Linked DNA regions of Ovis aries: region 2 is linked to region 1. A link is a contact called in public Hi-C data. All regions are on one chromosome and are shown on one strand. Each heading gives the region's core, a stretch centred on a gene start, on an enhancer-like site or on the middle of the called end of the contact. The rest is flanking DNA. Distances are from core to core; before and after follow the strand shown. Region 1 overlaps LOC121820215 (a long non-coding RNA gene). Region 2 overlaps LOC121820216 (a long non-coding RNA gene).

Region 1 (4,766 bases), core at 1,191-3,690:
TCTCTGGTTCCTCTGCCTTTTCTAAAACCAGCTTGAACATTTGGAAGTTCCCCCGGTCGGTAAGTGCCCAATATGCTACTGGAGATCAGTGGAGAAATAACTCCAGGAAGAACGAAGGGATGGAGCCAAAGCAAAAACAAGACCCAGTTGTGAATGTGACTGGTGATAGAAGCAAAGTCCGACGCTGTAAAGAGCAATATTGCATAGGAACCTGGAATGTTAGGTTCATGAATCAAGGCAAATTGGAAGTGGTCAAACAGGAGATGGCAAGAGTGAACGCCAACATTCTAGGAATCAGCGAACTAAAATAGACTGGAATGGGTGAATTTAACTCAGATGACCATTATATCTACTACTGTGGGCAGGAATCCCTTAGAAGAAATGGAGTAGCCATCGTGGTCAACAAAAGAGTCCGAAATGCAGTACTTGGATGCAGTCTCAAAAACGACAGAATGATCTCTGTTCGTTTCCAAGGCAAACCATTCAATATCACAGTAATCCAAGTCTATGCCCCAACCAGTAACGCTGAAGAAGCTGAAGCTGAAGCTGAAAGGTTCTATGAAGACCTACAAGACCTTTTAGAACTAACACCCCAAAAATATGTCTTTTTCCTTATAGGGGACTGGAATGCAAAAGTAAGAAGGAAGGAAGTCTGGATTTTGCTCGTATCCTTCACCTAATTTCTCCCACTCTTAACATATTACATCACCAGACCACAGTGATCAAAATCAGGAAATTCATGTGGATGCAAATTGAGTTAACTAAGCTGGAAATTTCATTCATGTCTCTCCAACTGTCTCACTAACAGGCTCCTTTGAGTCAGGACCCAGTCCTACTGTGACCAGCAGCCCCAGCCCCGGGGGGTAGGGTGCGGGGGTGTCTGCGGGCCTCCTGCGTCTTTCACAACCTGAGCACGTGGGAGATCTCTGGCAAGCAATTCCATGGAATGTCTTTCGCTTTGGGATAATCTGATATTTCCTCACAGTTACATTGAGCTGATGTTTTTGAGGCAAGAATCCCGCAGAATTCTCTGCATCCTATTGAGAACCACAGGGTGTCTAGAGTCTTCCTCTGTAACCAGGGGTTTCAAATCTGGTGGATTCCTCCTATGGAGGTTGAAGGAAAACAATAAAAAGAATTTTTTTTTTCCTGGAAAGTTGCAAAAAGCAAACCTTGAGTTTCTACTGCCAACGCAATTTACATAGTGTTTACATCATACTTACAACTATTTACATAACACTGACATCTTATGAGGGGGTCTTGGAACCAATTAGAACCAATCAGAACGATTGTTCTGTTAATGTTGATGGTTCGGGTGCTGTCCGTGGGGTTTCCTCACTGCAGAGTCACTGCTTTCCTTCGTCACTTGTGCACACCTATGGGCTTCCCTGGGGGCTCAGACAGTGAAAAGAATCTGCCTGCAATGCAGGAGACCTGGGTTCTCGCCCTTGGTCGGGAAGATCCTCTGGATTCCCTGGGCCAGTAAGATCCCCCGCAGAAGGGAATGGCTACCCACTCCAGTATTCTGGCCTGGAGAATTCCGTGGGCAGAGGAGCCTGGCGGGCTATGGGGTCACAAAGAGTCTGACACAGCTGAGTGACTGACACGCGCACACACTCAGAGGAGGTGCACTGAGACGCAACTACGGTTTCTCATCGTGCTGACACGCCTGCCGAGTCAGCAACAGCAGGTGGTTCTGGCTTCAGACATAGTTACTGTGGCGTCAGCCTAAGGGCGACTTTCTCTTCCCATCATTTGCGTGTGTCTTTGTGATTCTGTTACGAGGAAGAACTGTCCCTCTCCACTGTCTGCCTGCGTGTGTGCAGATTCCGTCACTCATTCATGCCTCATTGATGCGGCTGTGGGCTGACGGGTATTGATTTCATGCTCCGGCTTAGTAATCACTGTCACTGGTTATTTTGTTGCTCAGATTGTCCCATATTTCGCCTGCGGGGCTCCTGTGTTCTGCCCACGTTCCCTCATCGTTTTTGGAGCACGTGCTTAACTTCTGACACCATAGCATGTTCCAGGCTCATGGTGTGTTTTCCCAATCCCACGCTGAGCCAACTGTTTTCCAAGGAGACTCATACTCAGGAACAAATATCTGGCCTCCAGGTGTGCCCACTGTCCCGGGGGTGTTCTTGCTTCTAGGCCACCCAAGCGGACAGAGCTGGGGCGATACGCGGACCCCGTGAGTTTATTCCCTCAGCTCCCATCATCCTAACCCTCCTCCTCTTTGCTTAAATCATAACGTCCTTTCCTGAGGGTGAGAAGCCTGGTTTTCATCCCCGCCTTGTGTTTGCATAGTTGCTCAATCCTAGATTAACCACACTGCACTTCAGAGTGTTGCCCTTACCCCTGCGGGAAACACAGTTCTGAACAACAGTAAAATGTTTGAGCATGGATCACTCTGTTCTGAGCTACACTGTGTGGTCAGTAAACTGTTTTCCAAACACATCAGGTTAGTGATCGGTTCATTTGGAACCGTTGTGTCCCAGCCGGGTGCCCCACATCCTGGCTGATTCTAAGTGCTATTCTGGGGAAGTCTTTCCAGACACACAGCGGTGTCTTGCTCCCCTCCCCCCCCTTCCCCTCAGTCCCCCACCCCCCACCCTTCCTGCACTGCTGCCTAATCTCCTGTCTGGTTTATTCATCTGCATTTCCTTTGCACAAAGAGCAGATGTGTTGCTTCCCCCATCTCCCATCTCTCTTACAGGAGGACAGGATACCAAATACGCCCGTATTTCACTTTTTTCACTTAGCAGTATATCCTGGAATATCCACATCAGTTCTTAGAAGTCCTTGTGTTTTTAACAGCTGAATAATGTTGCTTTGTGTTCAACAGTTTTCTCAATGACTACTTAGGTTCTTCCTACATTTTTTCAACAGCAAACAATGCTACAATGAATAACAGTATATATTCATATACTCACACATATACACACATACATGTACACATACATACACATCTTGATTATACGTACACATATGTACATCTGGTGGCTCAGCCATAAAGAATGTGCCTGCCAATGCCGAAGACTTAAGAGATGCAGGTTCGATCCCTGGGTGGGGAAGATCCCTTGAAGAAGGAAATGGCAACCCACTCCAGTACTCTTGCCTGGAGAATCCCACAGACAGAGGAGCCTGGTGGGCTGCAGTCCATGGGGTCACAAAGAGTCGGGCACAACTGAGCAATGAGCACCCAGCCACACCTACACATAAGCACGTGCATACAGATGTTAGCTGCTATTGTATCACAAGTCACTTCCAAATGTAGTATCTTAAAACAGCAGCTGTTTATCACTTTACAGAATCTGGGGATCAGGAATCCACGCACAACTCAGCCGGGTCACCTGGCTCTGGGTCGAGGTACCAGCAGGCTGTGGTCTCACCCAAGGGAGGACCCTCGTGCAAGCTCGCCCAGGCGGCTGTGTGCGGGATGCGAGCCCTCTGCAGTGCTGGGCTCAGAGCCTCACTTCCTGCCTGGCTGGAGGCTGCCCTGAATTCCTGGGTTGTCTGCAGTGGCTCACGGCTTCGAGTCTGTCTTCCATCTATGTGAGCCAGCAAGACAGAGCAAGACCTAAGACACAGCCTTTTTGCAACCTAATCTCAAATGTTGCCTCCATTCCTTTCATCGCATTCTGTTAATGAGAGGTGCGTCACTCCCGCTAACTCAGATGGTAAAGAATCTGCCTGCAGTGTGGGAGACCCGGGTTTCATCCCTGGATTGGGAAGATCCCCTGGAGGGAGGGGATGGCAACTCACTCCAGTATTCTTGCTTGGAGAATCCCATGGCCAGAGGAGCCTGGAGGGGTACAGTACAGGGGGTCGCCAAGAGTCGGACATGACTGAGCGACTGGCACTCTCTCCAGGTCCAGGTAATGCTCACAGAAGGAAGGAGCGCGGAGCACAAGCTCCAGGTCGCAGGGCGCCTGGGGACCGTCCAGAGCCTGCCTGCTGTGGAATCTATCTTCAGGGCACATTCTCAGATGAGAACTGCTGGGTCAGAGTGTGTGTGTGTGCCGGCACGTGGATCACACAGATGTGCCTCCCCACCAGCCATGTGGAAGAGTGTGTTTGCCCACAGCCTGGACAGTGGGGTGTACCACCGGACATTTCTGTTTTTACCAACCTGACAGGTGAAAAAAATAGTATTTCAGTGGAAAAACATGCTCACAATCATTCATAATGAAATCAAAATAAAACAACATTGAAACACTGGTGTTTTCCTGCTGTATTTCCATATCATATGTAAAGAGACTTTTTACTTCTTTGCTGCTTCTTACACCTGCAATTGAATACTTTTTATCTAATCGCACTGCTGAGCATATACTGTGTGGACTAGTTGAGAAAATGCGGGGCATACCTTACTTTGACCTTCCCGGTGGCTCAGACAGTAAAGAGCCCCCTGCAGCGCTGGAGACCGGCATGGCTACCCACTCCAGTGTTCTTGCCTGGAGAATCCCAGGGACAGGGGAGCCTAGCGGGCTACGGACCATGGGGTCGAAAAAAGTCAGATACTACTGAGCAGCTAACACACTTTAACCTTGTTCTTTATGTTAGTAAAAATGCCTCTAATGTTTCTTCATTAAGTAAGATGCTGGCTTCAGGACCAAAGACTATCTACATTATCATCATTATTATACTAAGAAAGTATCTCAAGTAAGGAATTTTTATCAGGAATGGTTCTGAGTTTTGTCCAAGACTTTTACCGCTTCTGTGGAGATAATTATAAGATGTCTTCCTGGATCTGTAAAAATGTGTAT
Region 2 (5,168 bases), core at 687-3,186, 45 kb after region 1:
TTCTGCCTTCACAGAAATGTTCTAGAGTCTGGGCTCTCCAGCTCGGGAGCCCTGGCCTTGGTCAGCCACAGGGCTCTTGATATGTGACCTGTGTGGCCACAGAATGGAATTTCAAATTTTATTTGACTTCTCTGGTGGCGCAGTTGTAGAGAGTCTGCCTGCCAATGCAGGAGACGCAAGTTTGATCCCTGGGTTGGAAAGAGCACCCGGGGGAGCAAATGGCAGCCCGCTGCAGTATTCTCGCTGGAGGATCCCGGGGACAGAGGAGCCTGGCGGGCTGCAGTCCACAGGGTCACAGAGTGTCGGACACGACTTGGTAACTGAACAGCAACAACAAAGCCATTCACATTTAAGTAGCCGACTGTGGCTGGAGGCACCTCTTGGAGGGCACCGCACAGTGATATAAACTAAGGTGGGGCGCGCCTCAGGATTAGCTGAGATCTCAGCGGCCAAGGTCATGGGGCTCAGGGACGAGACGGATGAGCCGGGCTTCCTCCAGGAGGACCAGGGTGGCAGCAGGTTTCCCTTCAACACAGTTTAGGGATCCGGGCACAACGGTCTGCTGACGGAACTGTACGCCGCAGTGCGGACGGTGGGTGCAGGGGGCAGCGCTGCCGAGGAAGCCCAGGCAGGAGGTCAGAGCACTGCCCAGGTGAGCAGAGAGACGCCCAGGAAGGTGCCCAGGTGAGCAGAGCGACGCCCAGGAAGGGAAGGAAGGGAAGAAAGGGAAGCCCAGGGTCCAGAGGTGACCGAGCAGGACAGGAGGTGGATGATGCTGGCGGGGCTGGGGAGAGGCCCTGGAATGAGGAATACCCAGACGGATCCTTGGGAGGTTGTGCAGGTCCTAGGGCTTCAGTTTCAGCTGACTTAGGCAGCTGGGCAGCAGCCGCCAGGCTGGGAGGCTGAGAGGCGCACAGGAGGCTCAGGGCTGATGGACTGGGGGAGGCTTGTCAGGGAGCCCCGTGGCGACCAGCAGCCCGCAGTGGTTGGCCGCCTGCGGGTCAGGGCAGGCCTGGGCTGAGTTTGGAGCTTGGAGGCTCACGTGGTACTGTGTGTCTCTGACAAGGCCGGTCCACCGAGACACAGCGGTACTTGAGAAATACAGGGGTATTATCTGAGCCTTTTTCCGGGGGTTACCTGAGTCATTGGCACCACTGAAGACCTATTCTGAAATTAAATTTTTCTTACGGACCTGTTACAAGGAAGGTTTTGTCTAACGATTAGGTAACTTTTCTGCTTCTCTACCAGAGTGTTTTAATTAATTAATTAAGCCATGATTTGCGGCATTTGGGATCTTAGTTCCCTGAGAAGGGATCAAACCTGAGTCCTAATCACCGGCCCACCAGGGAATTCCCTACAAGAGTTTCAAAATTTCTTGTTTTACTTTTTTAATTTATTTTTTAATGGGAGGAAAGTTGCTTTACAATGTTATGTCGGTTTCTGCTGTCCAGCGATGCAGATCAGCTAAGTGCTGTGTGTGTTCAGATGCTCACTCGTGCCCGGCTCTGCGACCCCGTGGACTGCAGCCCACCAGGCTCCTCCGACCATGGGGTTCTCCAGGCGAGAATGCTGGAGTGGGTTGTCACTTAAGGAGAGATTTTCTCCTGTGTGTGAGAGAGCTATGCTAACATAAAATCGAGAACTGAAAGGATCCTGACCTTTTGCCCTGTGTAGGTTCATGGTGTGTCCATGAGCTTCTGTGTCAGGAGCTTCCCAGAGCTTGTGGCAACGTTGACAGACGCCCAGCTCTGCGGAAATCTTGGGTCGGCAGCTCGGGCCGGGGCATAAGGAGCAGACGTAGCATCTGGGACAGCTGGACAGCTGCCCTCCCCACAACACGTCCCCCTGTAAGGAAAGCGTGTGATCTGGGAGGGGGCGCAGGGGGCGGAAGTGACCCTGTCTACACCTGCGGGACCCACCCTGCCCTCTGGTGGCACATTCTGAGAACTGCGAACTCACAGGAAGCCCTTCCTCTGCACGGAGCTCGGGAGCTGGGTGGTCGCTGGAGTGAAGCTGGGGGAAGAGGAAGTGAGCTCATGCAGGTCTTCTTGCCACGCCGTCCCCTCCCTGCTCTGCTGTTCCTCCCCTCAGCCTGCAGCACCCCCGTTCCCTGGCCCTCTAGCTCCTTCAGAGCATCTTCTCCGTGAGACCCTCTGCCTCTCTGTCTGAACGTGCCCTCCGCTGCGCCCTTGGCCTCCCTGTGTCCCCCCACAGCACTCGGTACCCTGTGATGGTCTCACCCTTTGTGTGATTTGGTTGTTTCTTCTGTTTCCTCTCTCATCAGGAAGAAAGCTGATGGAGGGCCGAGTTCTGCCAGCATCCCTGGGGCCTGGTGAGAAGCTGGTCTGAAGAAATGTTTCTGTGGACAGACTGAGCATCTCTCCATCCGTCCTGGGGAGAACCTTCCTGACCGCGCCTCAGGGCACCCCCTTTCCCACTGGACTTCCCCTGCCATGCACCCCTCTTCCAGCGTCTCCATCAGCCGTCAGGAGACCGAGACCCCGCCCCGGGGTCACCAGGGCTGTCTTGCCGCCTCCCCATTTCACAGCGGGTCCTAGAAGGCTTCGTTGGAGGAAAGGGGAGTCTGAAGCCACTCGAACTTTCTGGGGACGTGGGAACCCGTGTCTCAGCCCCGTGGACTGTGGTCCGGGAACCCGCGCCCCGTGGACCTCAGTCTGGGGACCTGCATCCTAGGCCCGGGGACCGCGGTCTTGGCCCTGCTGACCTCTGGCCTTTTGTCCAGCACATCAGGGACGGTCGCTCGTCTGATGGCTGTGAGGCCAACATTGATTATTTTATCATTAACCCTCTCAAGGGCTTAGACATTATGCTTCCACTGTGATTCCTGTCAGTCTTTTGGATCAAGTCCCACGTGATTCTGGGTTTCTCTGGATGTTTTCTCGGTCTCACTGGGGATCTTGTGTGACTAGGTCAGAGTATGTTGTTAGCAAAAATCTTAGGCTCTGAAAACATGTTTAAATGTATGTGCAGAGCCTAACTCTGGTCTTAATTTCTCTTTAAAAAAATCTTTTCTTCAGTCTGAGCATCTACCTTTCCAACTGCTGTTTACAACTAAAAACAAAACCCGATCGATCCAGTTTCCAAGTCCATAGGTTTACCTGATAAAGAAAGTCTACAGGCCTTGACGTGTCCATGTGATCAAAGTTTCCAACTTCACAGTCCGTCCCTCAGCCCAGAGCAGAGCCCAGGAGCCCTGAGGTCAGGATCAGGGGCTGAGATGACTTCCCATTTCCCCAGGAAAGAAACCCTGCGTGATAAGATTTGTGGGAAACACTGAAATTACGGAACTCACCGCCAGCAGTGCTGTTTCTGAGCTGAGACCACACCTACGATTTGGAAATCGTGACTCTCTTGCCTGAGCTCAGATGCGATGAAAACAGCATATTAAAAATTGTTTCCCTGCCAAATGTTTATGTGATGTTTATCCTAGTCACTGTAAAGTGACAAACACACACCCGAATTGGACACGTGTCATACAGGAGGGCTGTTGATTTTAGATCCTGAATTAGAGCCAGTGTTGGGGAATCAACTAAATAAAACTCGAAAGTCACCGGCTCAACACTGAAAGGTTGATAAGATCTGTGTCTGAGAGGATCCCGCACATCTCAAGGCCTCCGCTTTGAATCCCCTCCTGAATGAAAGCGCAGCTGCCCGTCTGCAGAGCTGGCCTCCGGGCGGCTGCTGTGGTGTGTTGTTACTGGTTTAATTCCTGTTACAGTTTACGTTCCTGTTGCGCTGTTCCTCTCCTGCTGGAAGCTCAGCTTCACGAGAGGTGGGCCCTGCCCCATGGCTCGGAACCTCTCAGGACCGAGACGGGCGTGAGGTCCCAGCTCAGAAGAGCTCTGACTCAGCGACTCTGCACGGGGGACCACGTATTGAGTCCGCGTGTCCGCGCGTCAGTGATGAGATGACCGCCACTGTGTCAAACACGGACAAGCAGAGGGAGTGGGTGCCCTCCCGGGAAGGGAGGCGCCCTCGTCCGGCGTCCGGCCCAGGAGGCCAAGCCCCGGGGCAGGGCCACGTCCGGCTGGCCACCTGAGCGGCAGAGCAGGACCCCTCGGCAGAGCAGGACCCCACGGCCGGCGTCTGACCTGGGATCCCGGGTCACGCGCTGCCTGGTTTCTGGCCTCATCCACGAGCGGGACTCATCACCTGGGAGGTCTCGGAGCGGATGAACGCCAGGATCTGCTGGGGCCCAGAACTGGGTGGCCCGGGGGTGCCCTGGAAACTGGGGGCCCAGGCCCAAGTCTCCATCACCCACCTCGGGTCCCAGGGTCTTGGGAAGCAGATACGCCTACTGGCCTGGTTGGTGGTGCTTAGGACAAGTGACAAGCAGGACTGGAGAATATTGACGGGATATTCTGCAGGAAAGGTGTCTGCAGGCCTATTTCTCATCCTGCAGAAGGTACGTGCCCTGGTGGTTGAGGGTCACCAGGAAGTCCGGTGAGCTAAGGCCGCAGACCGCCCCCGCCTGGCCCAGCCCCTCTCCCGGTCTCACAGGACAGTGTGTACAGACCGGAGCCGCTGGTGTTGGGGAGGGTGGACCCCTGGCCTTGCTCATCTGCTCACGTGTGAGCAGTCATAGAGCTGACGCTCACGGACAGCACACAGCCGGGGCACAGAACTGCCCTGACCTGGGCAAAGGATGGCGGTTTGCCTGCAGCCCTTAGCGGAGGCCTGGGGTTTCCAAAGTCTGGCCTTGCAGAGACACAGCCCCTGTGTGCACCCTTGGCCTGGGCCATGCCCCCCACCCCGCAGAGACCTGGCGGGGGGCAGGGACTGACAGACACAAGGTCTTGATGTAGGCTCTGGGGAGGGGGTCCTGACCCCGAGTCTCCTATCCGGGCCGGGTCCCTGAGACTGTGGTAGGTAACTCGTCAGCTCCTGAGAAGCAAAGCCCGGATGTTGCAATTGCCTGCGATCCACACACAGGCTGACCTTTGCCCGCCCGGCAGACAGGATGTTGGGATGTCACGGGCTGGCCCTGGGGCAAAGAGGGGCTGAGACCGAAGGTGGAGTTCCGGCTGCTGTCAGCTGCCCTCACAGTGGGGAGCACATCCTGGGTTCTCAGGGAGGAGAAGGAGGGGGCAGCTGGGAGGACGGCGGACTCAGCTCTGAGGCTGCAGGGAGGGACCGGGAGCCGGGGA

The links. A called contact is a pair of places that touch in the nucleus more often than the background predicts.
Region 2: a contact with region 1 is called in a Hi-C map of liver, with 5 times the contacts expected there. The contact joins two enhancer-like sites. A contact is called at or near these places in 10 of 16 Hi-C or Micro-C datasets (blood, hypothalamus, liver and 5 more).

What each region holds. Positions count from the first base shown.
Region 1 is chr8:89,054,566-89,059,331 of ARS-UI_Ramb_v3.0, forward strand. It overlaps LOC121820215 (a long non-coding RNA gene), which reads left to right. Exons shown (of 2, transcript XR_009601562.1): 2 at 3,312-4,219. Among named protein-coding and RNA genes, the nearest start is that of SFT2D1, 20 kb to the left of the region's middle. Within about 2 kb of position 2,441, at least 7 of the 54 cell types and tissues checked have an H3K27ac peak or open chromatin away from gene starts, as enhancers often do. A contact at or near this core is called in liver, where this site is marked.
Region 2 is chr8:89,100,250-89,105,417 of ARS-UI_Ramb_v3.0, forward strand. It overlaps LOC121820216 (a long non-coding RNA gene), which reads left to right. Exons shown (of 2, transcript XR_009601576.1): 2 at 2,285-3,093. Among named protein-coding and RNA genes, the nearest start is that of MPC1, 20 kb to the left of the region's middle. Within about 2 kb of position 1,937, at least 6 of the 54 cell types and tissues checked have an H3K27ac peak or open chromatin away from gene starts, as enhancers often do. A contact at or near this core is called in liver, where this site is marked.